Linked DNA regions of Mus musculus: regions 1 and 2 are each linked to region 3. A link is a contact called in public HiCAR-type and HiChIP or PLAC-seq data. All regions are on one chromosome and are shown on one strand. The core of a region is the stretch at or near the end of the contact, and the rest is flanking DNA. Distances in the headings are between cores, read along the strand shown. Region 1 holds the start of Slc24a5 (solute carrier family 24, member 5). Region 2 holds the start of Myef2 (myelin basic protein expression factor 2, repressor). Region 3 has its middle 16 kb from the start of 4930517E11Rik.

Evidence for each region. HiCAR-type assays count read pairs that join an accessible place to other places. HiChIP or PLAC-seq counts read pairs in DNA pulled down with a chosen protein or histone mark.
Region 1: an H3K27ac HiChIP or PLAC-seq map of embryonic stem cells shows a contact between it and region 3, with 8 times the contacts expected there. The contact joins the promoter of Slc24a5 here to the enhancer-like site in region 3. A contact is called at or near these places in 5 of 39 promoter capture datasets (embryonic stem cells, hippocampal neurons, liver and 1 more), 2 of 115 datasets of contacts at active chromatin or transcription factors (bone marrow-derived macrophages and embryonic stem cells) and 3 of 9 other capture datasets (adipose tissue, liver and pancreatic islet).
Region 2: a HiCAR-type map of embryonic stem cells shows a contact between it and region 3, with 9 times the contacts expected there. The contact joins the promoter of Myef2 here to the enhancer-like site in region 3. A contact is called at or near these places in 8 of 39 promoter capture datasets (the C10 cell line, cranial neural crest, hippocampal neurons and 5 more), 8 of 115 datasets of contacts at active chromatin or transcription factors (astrocytes, bone marrow-derived macrophages, cardiomyocytes and 4 more) and 1 of 9 other capture datasets (adipose tissue).

Annotation. Positions count from the first base shown.
Region 1 is chr2:125,066,782-125,069,481 of GRCm38.p6, forward strand. It overlaps Slc24a5 (solute carrier family 24, member 5), which reads left to right and starts at 1,346. Exons shown (of 9, transcript NM_175034.3): 1 at 1,346-1,520; 2 at 1,991-2,170. The coding sequence starts at 1,400.
Region 2 is chr2:125,122,407-125,125,106 of GRCm38.p6, forward strand. Myef2 (myelin basic protein expression factor 2, repressor) reads right to left here and starts at 1,254. Exons shown (of 16, transcript NM_010852.2): 1 at 979-1,254. The coding sequence starts at 1,112. It overlaps Gm46759 (a long non-coding RNA gene), which reads left to right and starts at 1,238. Exons shown (of 2, transcript XR_001783448.2): 1 at 1,238-1,688; 2 at 2,383-2,700.
Region 3 is chr2:124,144,298-124,146,997 of GRCm38.p6, forward strand. It overlaps a transcript of Sema6d not described here. Among named protein-coding and RNA genes, the nearest start is that of 4930517E11Rik, 16 kb to the left of the region's middle. Within about 2 kb of position 1,449, at least 17 of the 459 cell types and tissues checked have an H3K27ac peak or open chromatin away from gene starts, as enhancers often do. A contact at or near this core is called in embryonic stem cells, where this site is marked.

The DNA.
Region 1 (2,700 bases), core at 96-2,595, 920 kb after region 3:
AGGGCTCTGCTCCACTTGCTGAGAACAGACTCCTATAGCTTCTATGCCCGTGCCTCAGTGACCAGGCATCCCAGTCTCGGCTCCACAGGGCACATCCGGAAAGCTGAGTGTCAGAGAGGTTTCCACCAGGAAGGTGCTGGGTGGTTTTTAAACAGCGCAAGCTCATGAACAGCCAGGAGCAGCTCACTCTTTTACACCAGATGCAACAAGCTCTACATCAAAGGCTTGGCACCTTGATTTTTAATTTATCAGTTAATTCATTGTTTGATATTGCATATGTGCATATAATACATTCCTGTCACACCAATTTTATGTACAAAGCAAAGGAATCATAACAGTTGCAAAGCTACAGAATTTCTTCATGGCAGTTTTTAATCTCAGTCCAAGAAATAAGTAATGCCAGACAGGTGACAGAATAACAGAACAATGGCCCCACGGAAGAGACTGTCCTACAAAGGTTACATTTGCCATATAGTACGCACCAAACCAAAAGAGAGGTGATCTCTGCCTTATAGATAGTGGAAGGAAGGAACAGAGAGGTTAAGTACTTGCCTAAGGTCACACAGCTAAGAAACATTGCTTGAACTCAACCACCCTTGTGGTCTCCCCCAGACCCTGTGCCATCAGCCACAGGTTGCTCCACGGCTACAGGTTTTCAGGATCTTGGCAAACTACAGAATGCATTTGAATGCTGTCTGCCTTGTCCAATTAGCATTTTATACAGCTCCTTCTGGCAAAAAGCACAGCTGATCTATGATCAAACAGCATCCAGTCTGTCTCCTGAATAGTTCGTGGCGCTGTGGGCGGCTCTCAATCCCCATAGCTGCCACCTTCACTCACGCGGCCCTCATTTCCCAGTTCAACTGTTACAGTCACCTCCTAATTGACCTTTCTGTCTCTGGCTCTAACTGTAGATGAACATCCAAATAAAATTACAAAGCGTGCCCTGGTAGGCAGAGTATATATACACCTGCCCAAATAATTCCTAGAAACAACGGCTATTGGGAAGGGGGTGGAGGGCGGGGGGGGGGGGGGGGGGACAGCATCAAGCAAACCCAGGTCCTCTCAAATCTAGAGGAAGTCAAAGGCAGAGTCTGTGTGAAGATATTAAAGAGATCCGGCATGAGCAGAATTGCAGACTGCCTGGGCCTGCCATCAGAGTCCCGCATGGAAACAGCTGTAGTCGGTGTTTATCTGCACCCCTCCCTAACTCTTCCAACTTCCCTAGGACTTGGATCTCCTGATCAGAGAAGCCAGGCTGTCTCCCTTGCTGGCCTCCTAAGCTGCGACACCCCCCTCCCCCCGCAGGCACTGGGGAGGAAGGAGACTGCTCACATGATTCAGCATAAGTCTCCCTTGCTCCCTTCCTGAACCACACACTGCAAAGAGCACGCTGGAAATGCGGACAAAATGGGGCCCAACTTGGACAAGGAGGGTCCTGCTGCTGGGGATCTTTTGGGTCTCTGCATACCTGCCTGTCCGTGGTGTCTCCCTGCCCCCGCGCCTCCCAAGGGCCACAGGTAGGTGGCAGTGGGCCCAGACACCCCAGTCCCACGTAGAGATGTGGGATGGAGAGGGGAATGGCCTTGCCCCCTCCCCATCCCCGACTCCTGCTGTATCTGCTCTGCTTCGGAGCCCTGCCGAGGATGGGAAGCGCTCTTGATCAGCCAATGCGTCCTCAAGAGCGTTCTGTAGTAGTTCAGAGACCAAGGGGTGGACAGGGCTGCTCTTCTTATTGTTGGAGACATGATCAGTGCATTCTTCCCATTTAGAAGCAGACACAGAGAGGCGCTGTAATAATGCCTCCCTCCAACTCTCTTCTATCAGCTTATTTCATGAAATAATCTCTTACAAAGGCTATCTAAGGCTTTGAATCATACTCGTATTTCCACCAACTTCCCCATATCCCTCCCAAATACCCCAGTTTAGGCTTTGTGGGCTTCAGACGTGTGACTCCCACATCTTGTGATCTTTTCCTTTTCCTCGGCAGGAAACAGCACGCAATGTGCTGTCTCTCCAGCATCGGAGTTTCCCGAAGGGTTCTTCACCAAGCAGGAGAGCACGGATGGAGGTATCGTAATCTACTTCCTCATTATCCTCTACATGTGCATGGCCATCTCCATCGTCTGCGACAAGTACTTCTTGCCCTCCCTGGAAATCATCAGTGACTGTAAGTTGCCGGGAAGGTCTCCTATGACCTTCCGGAAGAGCTGTTGTCACACAGATGTGTCCATCTCAGCTGGTGGCAGAGCACCCATGTCTGTCCTGGGGTTCTGTGGGGTCCATCCTGGGAGTCCAGGCAGAAGCACGTTTTTTTCAGTTGTTATTATACATGGCTAGCTTCCAGAAGGTTCCTTTTGTTCCAGCACCCCAGGGGCTGTTAAGGAACAGCACCCCCCCCCCCCGGTTTTTTGTACCACTGGGTGCCTGGTCCTCACTGTTTTCTATTTCAAACCCTTTTCACTTGGGCTCTGTGAGTGGGGCAGAAGGAGATGTGGCCAAGGACCTCCTTTCTCTCTACTCCTTGACTGGCATCCTGCAGTTAAGAGAACTGAAATTCATGAACCAATAAGTAAATAAATTCTAAACTCCAAGTAATGGGACCTCAGCTATCAGGTAATAACAACCCTGGGTGCAAAGTGTTAGTAGATTCTGAAGATAAGCTCAGATACGCAAAGCCTGTGGCGCTGTAGATTTCCC
Region 2 (2,700 bases), core at 4-2,503, 980 kb after region 3:
AGAAGCTGAGGAGCACTACCCCATCTAGTTTGCAACCAATTCAATTCAGCCGGTTTCAACAGACTGGTCCAAATCACTGCCTCAAGTATTTCCACACAAAAGCCAGAAAGACATTTTCCCTTTTCTGACTTCATGTCAGAAAGCATGTGTTCACTGCTTTCTACCGTGGCAGGATGGAGAGGTGGAGGGTGTTTTAACAAATTACTGGCATTATTTTCAACTTCAGTTTTTACAGAATAAGCCATAGGAAAATAAATGTTTGCCTTCACATAGCCCCACGTGACAAGGACAGCCGAGCACAATCTGCCCCTATCCTACTGCCTTACAACTTAAGATCTTATGGATTAACGTCGACTAAATTCTCTACAGACACAGATGACAGATCCAACCTTCAGCCCTCGGGTTTTCTTCTACAAAAAAAGCACTGCATTCGGTGGAGGGGGGGTGTCATTTTGTGGCCTAGCGCCTGCCTGGAGACTGCACGAGGCCCTGGGTTGCGTTCCCAGTTTTGCCAAATTCAGATTTATATTTCAGTAATTTAATTATATCGTAAGTGAATTATAGTAAAATGAAGGCCACTACACACTGAGTTTGTGTTTTTAAAAAAATGAATAAATAAACCAGCCTGCACGGCCCACAACCATCACCGGGTGGGTGGAGGAGACCAAGTCCTCCTTTTTCGAAAGCCAATCAAGAGGAACACAATGGGTTCGGTGAGCTCTAACACTTTGGAAGCCACCACCGCACACGCGGCCCTCACCGGGGCTCGGAACCGGGCCGGGAGGGGAAAGGACCGATGATGTCATCCCTGGGTCCTCCCCGAGGATGAGGCTAGCCTCGGGCCTTTTAAAGGGGACCGTTTTTCCGCGCGCCCGAGGCCGGGGCCGCCAGCACCGCACCTGCTCCCGCCCCGGGGCCGCCCGCGCCTCCCGCCCTGCCCGGCCGCCCTCCCGCCCGGCCGCCCGGGGGAGACAATACATTTTAACGCCGTTGGCGCTGCTGCGCGGCGGTTTCTCGGGCTCGCCGGGGTGCGTGTCTCGCCGCGGCTCAGCCGGTTGCTGCTGCGAGCCGTCGTCACCCGCGGCCGCCTCGGACTTGTCGGCATCGGCCATCCCGCCGCGGGCTCCGCCTCGGCCGCGATGAGGGCTCCGAGCGCTACAATGGCGGCGGCCGGAGAAGCGGTAACGGATCGCGATTTGAAAAGGCCCCGAGCGCTCGGCGGCCGGGATCTCGCGAGAGCGGACGAGGCCCCGCGACTTGGGGAGTGAGTGGGGGCGGGGCTCCGGCGCGGCCACCTGCGGAGGGAGCGCGGGCTGCCTGGGGGGGCAGAGATGGGGGTCCTCGGGGACGGGGCCTTTGGATGAGAGGACTATGGCAGCTCCATCTCTGCGGGTGGATGCTCTACGAACCCGCCAGCGAGCACCGGTAGCTGAGGACAAGTTGACCACTTTCTTTGAGGGCTGAAGATTTTTGTAGACCTTAGCAATCAGCTAAGAGGTCGAAGTTTTTACATTCTCGGGGCAGCTATCGATTTGGACAGTCCATCATTTTCTTAAGAAAACCTGTACAAGGGGGCTGGAGGAGTTCAGCAGTTAGGATGACTTGCTGCTCTTGCCAAGGACCTGGGTTCGGTTCCCAGCACCCACATACAGGAGCTCCAACGACCTCTTCTGACTCCATAGGCGCTGGTATGTCTGTGGTGCACAGATATACATGCAGGCAAACCACACGCACACATGGAAAAAACAAATTGTTTTAAAAGAAGTCTTATACAAGACTAGCTACAAATGCATATTTTGGTTTGGATTATAGATTTTACCCCTAAATACTAAAGATTCATAAACCTGAGTGTCATGATTACACTTCACACTAAAATGGCCTTTTTCAGTTGAAAAAAAAAGCTAAGACCTCCTCAAATGTTTCCTTCTTTAAAAAAAAAGTGAACAGCATAAGGCAGACACAGTTTATTAGAGATGAGAGTCATCTACAAAATTCTGAGTTTGGCGTTCTACCCACATAGTGTCCTAAACACAACAGATACTTTTGTGTTTCTGTACTGTCACCCCTGGGGCCTAATGGTTGCAGTTAGCAGACAGGTGCTGGAATCTGGCAGAGAAAATTAGGCTTTCTCCTCGGCTGAGGCATTTCAGTTCTCCACTTCTCTTCAGGTAAAGACAGCAGTTCCTTCCCTGCAAGGTAGAGATTTAAAGAAAACACTTCATCTAGGGCCAAGTGCTACAGTATCGCAGTCTATCTCTTAAGGCTCCCATGGGGTTTCAATCAAGGAGAAACCAGATTAACCCACCCCACCCCACCTCAACCCTAGATTTCAAAGTATTCACTATTCCATGTATTCTTTTGTTACCATTGAATTTCTCCAAGGAACTCCATCTGACAGTCCTGGACTAGTAGATTCCTGCAAAAACCTTTTTCACATTTCAACACTTTTCAAGAGTTCATCGTGACCAAACCATAATAGAAGGTTCGGAAGGGACACTAGAGCTCTGCTGGAGGAGGACTTTGGGAAACAGCACTATTCAAGAGCTGTAATCGAGCTAAAAGCACAATTTAATTAAACACACACATGAGACTTACCCATACTCCAGAGTATGCCAATTTAAATATCCCATTAAAAGAGCTATTCTTAATGACTGAGCTTTGGGGGGCAGTGTCTTGGAATTTCCAACCCCAATAAGCCTA
Region 3 (2,700 bases), core at 199-2,698:
CAAGTAAGGTTTCATACTAATGACTTACAGTTGGTGTGCAAGGAAGAGGGAGCCATAGGGCATATGCATATGTATGCAGACTTTGGGGGGTCAGGTTTGAAGTTTTGTTAAATCTGCAAAAATAACAGATATTGAGTTAAATTACAATCTAATGACAGTTTGCTCTGGGGCCTGAAGGAGAAAAGGTTATTGGGATTCTTATGTCTAACTACATACTGGGTTGAAATATATCTTTAAAAAAATAATAAGACTCTTCAGTATAAAAGCAGTCCTCAGTAATAATAAGAAAATTACTTGGAACATTTAGAAATAAGTGAAACTTTTCAGACTTTGTTTAGACCATTTATGTAAACACATTATACATAGTATAAATGTATACTTATAAATATTTTTAGAAAATTGTGATTAAAACTTTATACAGCAGTGGTGACCTTTAACGATTCTGGGCACTGATGGTTTCAGGATTACTGGATATATGTGAGGTTCTTGAAGCCTTACAATCTGAACTGTTAACAACCTGGAAATGCAGAGAAGTACTTAACACACATAACTCTGTACATTGCTTGAGAAATTGAAATTATTGGGTTGAAGTGACGTGGTGTTTGGAATTTGGGAAAACAGCTAGTGAGAAATGCAATTTTAATGTAATAGGTAGAAGATGATTCAAAATATATGAAATACCAAAGAGCAAAAAGCAGGCTAGGTAATTACACCCTTCCATACCCAGGTTGGTGGGCAGATTGTCTTTCTCTGCTCTAAGTCTTCTTGCCTCTAGAAGCCTCTGCTTGAAATCTGGTTATTTGTGTGTGATCTGTATTCTATTTTAACTAACTTTTTACCTTCTTCAATTGCCATAATTTGTAATAAGTTTTAGGTACCTAGATTTTTCTCTTTCATAGAACCAGGCAGAAATAAAGAAATGGTCCCTGATGATTTTACCAGGCTGAACTCCTTAGGGAAAAGTCATGGGAGAGAAAGAATAGAAGTTTCATGGGCAGATTTAAGTCAGTGTAGTTACAGTCAATCTAAAAGACAATGAGGAGGAGGATTTGTTACATACCAGGTAATGAGGAGAGTTAGCTTTAAAACAATATGGGAAAGCTTTCAAGGAGCTAGGAAATGCCATGAGCAGGCTGGATTGGAAATGAGCTTGTGAACTCCAAGCACAGAGCCTTTCTGAGGTAGGATTAAGTTTAGTCAGAGGGGCAGAGCATGTTCGTTACTGTTTCAAGTGAGATGGGTTGAAATAGAAGATGTAATCTTGTGACAGATCATAGTAAGAGGAGGGGGTTTCTGGTGTGGTTTCTATCTTTTCCCTCAGTAAGTGGCTATGACCACATGTTGTAGGCACGTGACTGTGCTAGCACAGATGTTACAGTTGGGATAAATGGGAGCAGGAGAGAAGACCTAACAGTAACAGGACAAAGACCCAGAAGGCAAGCACTGTCTGAATACTGATCTCTGTCAGCCACCATTGTTATGTAGATTAAAATGGTCACAGCAGGAAGCACCAGGACAGATTCTACAAGGAGATCTGGATTTGATTCATTTCCACTTAGCAAGAATTTGTGGCTTTTATCCATGTTATTTGCACCTTGATTCTCCATTTGTAGAGGAGAATATCTTTAGGTTCCAAAACTTAATTGTGCATGAAAGTATAAAGACTTTCTTTTTATCTCAGTAGCATTTGTTATAAAACAGGTTGTTTTTTGTTTCTTTGTTTTGTTTTGTTGTATATTTATTCCAGCAACGTCCTGATACTGTTCCTACCTTCAGTATCAAGATGGGCAAGTTGGTGTACCAAAAAGGAAAATAATTTGCTTCAATTTGCACAGTTTCATGACAGAAAAAAAAATTCAAATTTTCTTTTCCTTTTTTTTTTTAATTTCAAGTTTTCAAGAAGTCTAACTCCATAAACTAAACAGTAAACACTGCCTGGCCCCATCATATCATCTGAAGGATTTCCTGTCTTCATTTATGAAGGAGCTGTAGCAGATAATCTCTTCACACCATTTGGTTCCAATGTTATGTGATTGGTACACTCTGTGAGGAAGAGGGTCTTGTCTAAGCAGTTAGGACAGGACATTTGGAAGCCATAGTCTGGCTTTTTGAGTGCAGCAGAGAGCCAGGGAAGCTCCTTATGTTTGAGGCTTCCAAGGAAGGTGGCATTGCCTAATCTGCAATAAAGGCCCATCTTATTACAGACCATCTTTCTTTCAGGAATTCAACATGTGCCAATTTTGCACATGCTGAACATGAAATATTTTTTCAGAGATCTATTTCTGTCCTGGACATTAGATGACAAAGAAGAAGAAGAAGAAAGAAGAAAGAAGGAAGAAGGAAGAAGGAAGAAGGAAGAAGGAAGAAGGAAGAAGGAAGAAGGAAGAAGGAAGAAGGAAGAAGGAAGAAGGAAGAAGAAGAAGAAGAAGAAGAAGAAGAAGAAGAAGAAAGAAGAAAGAAGAAAGAAGAGGAGGAGCAGCAGCAGCAGGAGGAGAACAAGAAGAACAAGAACAAGAAGAAGATACTAAGAACAAGAAATTGCAAACACAGAGGAAATATCTGTTAAGGAGAGATATTTCTGTATATGTGTGTGGCAGGGGTAGGGAGGCCATGGTGGTTTGAATGAGAATGTCCCCATACAGTCATTTGAACTCTTGGTGAGGTTAGGGATGGTTCACCCTTGCTGAAGAAAATATCTCA